Linked DNA regions of Callithrix jacchus: region 2 is linked to region 1. The links are chromatin contacts, called in public Hi-C maps. All regions are on one chromosome and are shown on one strand. The core of a region is the stretch at or near the end of the contact, and the rest is flanking DNA. Distances in the headings are between cores, read along the strand shown. Region 1 overlaps RIN3 (Ras and Rab interactor 3). Region 2 holds the start of GOLGA5 (golgin A5).

What was found. Hi-C and Micro-C count contacts between places; a contact is called where the count stands out from the background.
Region 2: a contact with region 1 is called in a Hi-C map of skeletal muscle, with 3 times the contacts expected there. The contact joins the promoter of GOLGA5 here to the enhancer-like site in region 1. A contact is called at or near these places in 3 of 3 Hi-C or Micro-C datasets (induced pluripotent stem cells and skeletal muscle).

Annotation. Positions count from the first base shown.
Region 1 is chr8:127,537,113-127,539,841 of calJac240_pri, reverse strand. RIN3 (Ras and Rab interactor 3) reads right to left here. Exons shown (of 9, transcript XM_035261314.3): 9 at 1-730. The coding sequence ends at 410. The region is part of intron 1 of LOC108593557 (a long non-coding RNA gene); the gene reads left to right. Among named protein-coding and RNA genes, the nearest start is that of LGMN, 58 kb to the left of the region's middle. Within about 2 kb of position 1,326, at least 5 of the 16 cell types and tissues checked have an H3K27ac peak or open chromatin away from gene starts, as enhancers often do. A contact at or near this core is called in skeletal muscle, where this site is marked.
Region 2 is chr8:127,630,715-127,633,863 of calJac240_pri, reverse strand. It overlaps GOLGA5 (golgin A5), which reads right to left and starts at 1,748. Exons shown (of 13, transcript XM_078335640.1): 1 at 1,087-1,748.

The DNA of each region.
Region 1 (2,729 bases), core at 77-2,576:
GAAACTAAGCTCTGACCCCTCCTTGCAAACACCGAGGATGGGGTGGGCGTGGGGGTACTCACGGGAAATGGCCGGAGGGGCTGCGTGTCAAGAAGGCGGGTTTGTTGGCGGCAGCGGCCCGGGACTCCTCTCTCCTCTCTGAGCCTCGGTTTCCCTTTCCGTCTAATGAAGAACATGGCCTCTCAGTGTCTCAGTGCTATGACCTGCCCTCAGGAATGGCCTTGGCCGCGCGTCCTGATATTTTCACAACTGCCCTGCGACGTTGACCTGAGCACGTCGTGGAAAGCCCCGTGTCCCTGTGCTGCGTGGGCGTCGCCGTCGGGGGTGCGCGGCCTGCGGCGGGGTGAGAGGTGCGCCAGGGGGTGACTGGGGGAGCGTCTCGCAGCCCCCGGCCCCGCCAGCGTCGCCCTCACAGGAAGTTGGGCTCTCGCACCACCAGGCAGGGAGGGCTTCCGCCACCGCCGCCGCCGTCCAGGGGGCGGTAGACGAAGTGGAAGTCGCGCTTGGGCTCGCAGCGCAGCAGGTAGCCCTTGATGCGGTGCGGTAGCGCGTCGTCTGCCAGCTGGAAGCAGCGCCCGTCCACCAGCACGAACAACCGGTGCGCCTGCGGCCGCGCCACCGCGAACTTTTCCGCGCACTGCGCGCACAGCGCCTGGGCCGGGGTGTCCGCCCGCGACGCCAGCGTTCGCGCCTGCTGCTCGGGCTCCAGGTACGACACGCAGATGAAGTCCTGCGGAGACACGCGGGGCCTGCGGTCACGGCGGGACCCTGTCTCCCCAGGCGGCCTTGGCCGGCCCCCCTGCCCTCTCCCGGCCCAGGCTCCTCCCTGGATGGACAGCGGGTGGCGGGCGCCCAGCAGGCGGGGAGTCCAACACCTGCGCCATACCTGGCTGTGCCATGAGCCTGCGGGGGACCAGTCCCCCTTCCCTGCCTCGCCTCCCAGCTGGGCCGACAGTTCTGGGGGATGAATTAAGGGGCGTCTCGGAGACCCTGCAACGAGGAGTGCCCCCTGGCTGCCGGTCCACAGGCTCCCCACCATTCATTCATTCATTCCCTTCCTCCCTCTAGGTAATACCCTGGCAACCCAGGCGCAATGCTGGGCACGGAGGGCAGCACAGATAAGGGAGGTACGAGCCGGCCTGGGCATCCCACAGTGCCGGCGGGCCGCACAGTCCAGCCCCTTAGGGCTGCAAAGGCCCCGGGGCTCTGAGGAGCTGCGCGGGGCAGGGCTTGGTAAAGCGGGAGCGGACCGGGTGAAGCAGGCTGGGCGCAATCGGGTGGGTAAGGCCCAGCGTGAGCCAGGGCGCCCACAGGGCGCTCGCCCGCCGTCCTCCACCCTTAGGGCCCCCGCCACACACCTGCGGGCTTTAAATCCGCTCCCACTGCCTGTGTGGCCTTGGTTCTACGAACCTTGGCTGTGAAGTGGGGACAGCGACCGCCTCCCAGGAGTGGGTGAGCAGACGCGGGAAGCTCCGGCACGGAGCCGCCTCGGCCTCCCCGGGGCTCTGGGTTGCAAGTGACGCTGCGTGCGGGGCTGCCCCCTTGTGGCTCGCTTGGGAACAGCAGGCCTGTGCCGGGAGCGACTGAAGATCCTGGCTTGGTGGAGAACATGAGGGCCACTGCTGGTGAGGGCTTAGGAGGGGCAGGGATCCTGTCAAGAGCTTTATGGGCATCACTCATTTCTTTCAGGAGGGGAAAAGCCTGGCCCACTCCCTTTTAGTGGCTGCCTTAGGGCTTCCTGTCCTTCATTAGGCCTCCCAGGGTCCTATCCACCTGCTGGTGACTGTCCGGCTCTGGGCTTTCCTCCCCAGGGAAGGATGCCCACCCCTCAAGTCATGGAGCGTAGAGGAGGCACTGGGAGGGGGCAGAGGAAGGTGCCCTTCCCAGATCCCAGATGTGGTGCTGAGGGGGACCCCTCCCAAGCTTCCATCTCCCCAACAGTGGTTGGTCAATTTCACCCATGCTTTGCCTGGCTCAGCATCAGGACCCCCTAGGGTGGAGTCAGGAAGTACAAGCCCAGGCCAGGCTTGGACCAAGAGTGTCCATGTCCCCACAGTCCATGGGGGGCCGGTGTGTTGGGAGGGCAGGGGAACAAAGGTGTGCTGGAGCTGGTGGTGGCTCACACTGGCCAGGGAGAGCTGACTGCACACACTTCGTTCCAGTTCCACATTCAGTGATGCCAACTTGAAATTGGCCATGGAGTATTCACACCATGGAAATGGACAGATGTTAAAATCAGAGCTTTTGTTTTTTCCCCAGAGAGTCAGTTATTAAATTGATTAGCCATAGTCAGCCTGTGTGGGCAGGAAAACTGAGTCCTAGAGTGGGGCAGGGATTGCTGAGGGTCACACAGCAAGCTTGTACAGGGCCAGGTCCAGAACTCAAGCCTCCTGCCTCCCAGGCCTGTGCTCTGCTTATTACAGATGCACCATCTTGAAAGCCAGGAGTGGGGCTCAGGACTGGCGTGCTCTGGGTGTCAGGGGAGTGAGTCTGCATAGCTGCTTGCAGCTCTGCATGTGCCCGGCTCACTGGTCCAACTCCTTCCTTTTTTCATTTTCATACACCCAGTCTCACTCTGTCCCAGGCCCTGGGCTTGGGGTCCCTGAGCCATGTGAACCATGGGCTGTGCCCTCCCAGAGGTGACAGCTTCATATTCATATTCAGAGGATGATAGGACATGATATGTGCTGTAACAGGGGAGGCTGCTGGAAGCCCAGAAGAGGGCACCC
Region 2 (3,149 bases), core at 499-2,998, 94 kb before region 1:
CTCAACACCTACCATGTGCACATTAAGCTAAGTTCAGAATAAAAAACACTACATAACCACTCATTCCACACATATATTTGAGTACTTACTATGTGCCGCAATAAATCAATGTAATAATGAACATACAGATACAGAAGAGCGCTATAATAAAGTCCACAACCATTTCTAGAATATGCACATTGTTCCTTTTGCCAAGAACTCTTTCACAGTTAACGTTCTTGTTCTTGGTCTTCACTCAAATGTCATCTGCATCAGAGTTCTTCTTTCTATCTAAGTTAGGTCAATCATTATCTGTACATGCCCTATTGTTTTGCCTCACAGCCCTTCATATGTTATAATTACGTATTTTTTTTAACATGTCTCTTGTTCTTGGGGCAAGGCGCACAGTGGCTACAATGTCTATTTTGCTCACCAATGAATTCCCAGAGTCTAGCACACAGTAAGCACTCATAAATACTGCTGAATGGAATTTTTATATGACAGAGGCTGTGCACAGGTACCTATGTATCTTTTATCATATGTAATTTTCACAGCCACATTATGTGGTAAACAGCAACATCCTTTTTCCAAAGCAAACGTGGAAAGGGTTTAGAAAGATCACAGAGTTTAGACAGCAGCTCAGATACTCAAGTCTAAGCCTAGAGCCAAACCCATGTTTTAAGCCTTGCTTCCCTATACCATACCACTCGAAATCTAAAAAAACCTCAAGAAGCTCATCCTTTACACTCAAAAACTCATTCTTTACACATGTGACTATTACATGCCTATGTATTTTGGAGTTTATAAAAAAATCAAATGAAAATGGAGATGAAATCTCTGTAACATAAAGAACGCCATACAGGCCAGGTACTGTAGCTCATGCCTGTAATTCCAACACACTGGGAGGCCAAGTGGGGAGGACCACTTGAGGCCAGGAGTTTGAGACTAGCCTGGGCAACTTAGCAAGACCCTGCCTATACAAAAATAGTAATAAAAAAATCAACACGCACTCATTAATTCTTTATATCTTGCCTCCCATTTTAAAATTAATTGGCCTTTAAAACATAGCATGCAATTGCTGTTAATGTTGCAATGAATGTTGATTACCTAATTAAATAAATACTTAGATGGGCCCTGGGCCCTTGCCCCACTGACAAAAACATCTCACAGGCACAAAGCCGTCAATTCCCCCGGCACTGCCCAGGGGCAGAGAGGGTGCGTGGGATGGGTGTGCAGAGGGCGGTGGCAGGGCCTGCTTCAAAGACCAGGCGTCGGCACAGAGGGAAGGAGACTGGCGGTCAGTCGGTCAGGCTTAGTCGGTAGAGCCCTGGGGTCTGTCAGTCTGCGGATCTCAGGAGAGTAGAGACCCCCACTACGCTCCCAACCACTCTCGTTCAGTGCAAGAAGGACGGAGAGGCCAGGCAGGGTTCGGGTGGAAGACAGAGGAGGGCAGGAAACAACGTCGGCTGAAGCCCAAGGGGTCTCTCCAGCTACCCTCCTCAGGCCCCTAATAGGGCGAAGACGAGCGCGACCCGAAAGAAGGCGGACAGACAAGGGTCTCGGCTGAAGGGACTGCGCCCCGACTCCTAGGATCGTTAACACCCCCGTCTCGTCCAGTGGGCCCTCGCCTCCGCCTCACCTGAGGACTCCGGAGAAGCTGCACCCACGGCCTAATCGCCGTCCTGGGCCGCGCCCCCTCAGCAGCGGGCCCAGAAGGGACCCAAACTCAGTAAACCTCCTACCCAACCCGCCCGGGCCCTGCTGCCGCTTCCGGGAGACGTGGAAGGGGCGCGAGGACCCCAAAACAGAGTGGCTTTCGATCTGCCTGAACGGCAGGGAACCGAGAACAGCCACCTGCAGGCAATTCAGGCGGTGGCGCTGGCGGCTATGGGGTCCTCGCGCATGACCACGCCCCTTTCCGCCCATAGCGAGATCTGGCGCGGCGCTGGGCCTGCGTGCGTGTGACGTGACTCACCTTCCGCGGCCCGCACAACATTGAAGGCCACACCCACAAAGGGCGGGGCCTCGCTGCGGGCCACGTCGGTGACCGAAGAGGGTGACCGAAGAGGGTGACCGAAGGGGGTGACCGAAGGGGTAGTCCAGCTTGGAAGGAATACGAGGCTTGAGTTGGAAGGGGCGTGAGACCCCGGTGGACTGGCTAGACGTCATGTTTCTCGCTTTCCTCACCGTCTCCCCCTAGTTTTACGGATGAGAATGCCAGAGGCCCACGGCAGAAGGTGGAAATAAGAAAACATGATCCTGACTGCGTTGCACTTGCTTTCTAGTGGCAGAGACAGATATTGCATAACAGTGAATGGACAAGACGGTTTCAAGGCGTTACAAGAGCTCTAACGACAGGAAACAGGGAAAAGTGACTGGAGGCAGGGGAGTTACTTTAAATCAGGTGGTCAGGGAAATATCTCTGAGGAGATGATATTTGAGCTGAGACCCAAAAAGATGGAAAAGGCGGTACTGGGGTTATGTTATGCATACAGTTCATTGACTATCTGAAATAAGTCTGAAATCCGCATTCAATAATTCAAATACTCAGCACCCACTACGTGCCCAGGATTGGGCTAATTTGGCTGACAAGCCTACAACACAGTTCCAAGTCTCAGCCTTTGAGTTGAGGAAAGTAAGGCTCAAACACTTTAATTTGTCTAAGATCATCAGTCCTCATAAGGAGTCCACATTACTCCAAAGCCTGTGCCCCTTAGACTCAAAGTTTTGTCTCCAAATTAAATATTGGGAATAATTACAACTCCTGCTTTTCTTCCTCTCAGGTCAGGTTTAGCTCAGTATAGTGAAGAGAAAAATTTTCAGCAGCACCAGGAGGTAATAATCATAATGGCATCTAACATTTATCAAACCTTTTATTAAGTGTAGACTACTGTGCTAAGCATTCCACGGGCCTCACCTCATTTAAATCTCACATCAGTAAGGAAGGTATTATTCTTCTCTGGTAGGTGGTATTGTTGATCCTATTAAGTTGCTCTTCCGGTTAAGGAGTGTACATCATCACCTGTCGCTATGCAACTGCAGTGCCTCCTGTGGGAGTAGCATTCTTTTCAGCCTCACTGATGTCAGGCTTGATCCTATGATCTTTTTTTAACCAGTGAAATACAAGCAGAAGTGTCTCTCACGACATCTGAGCAGAAGCTTTAAGAGCT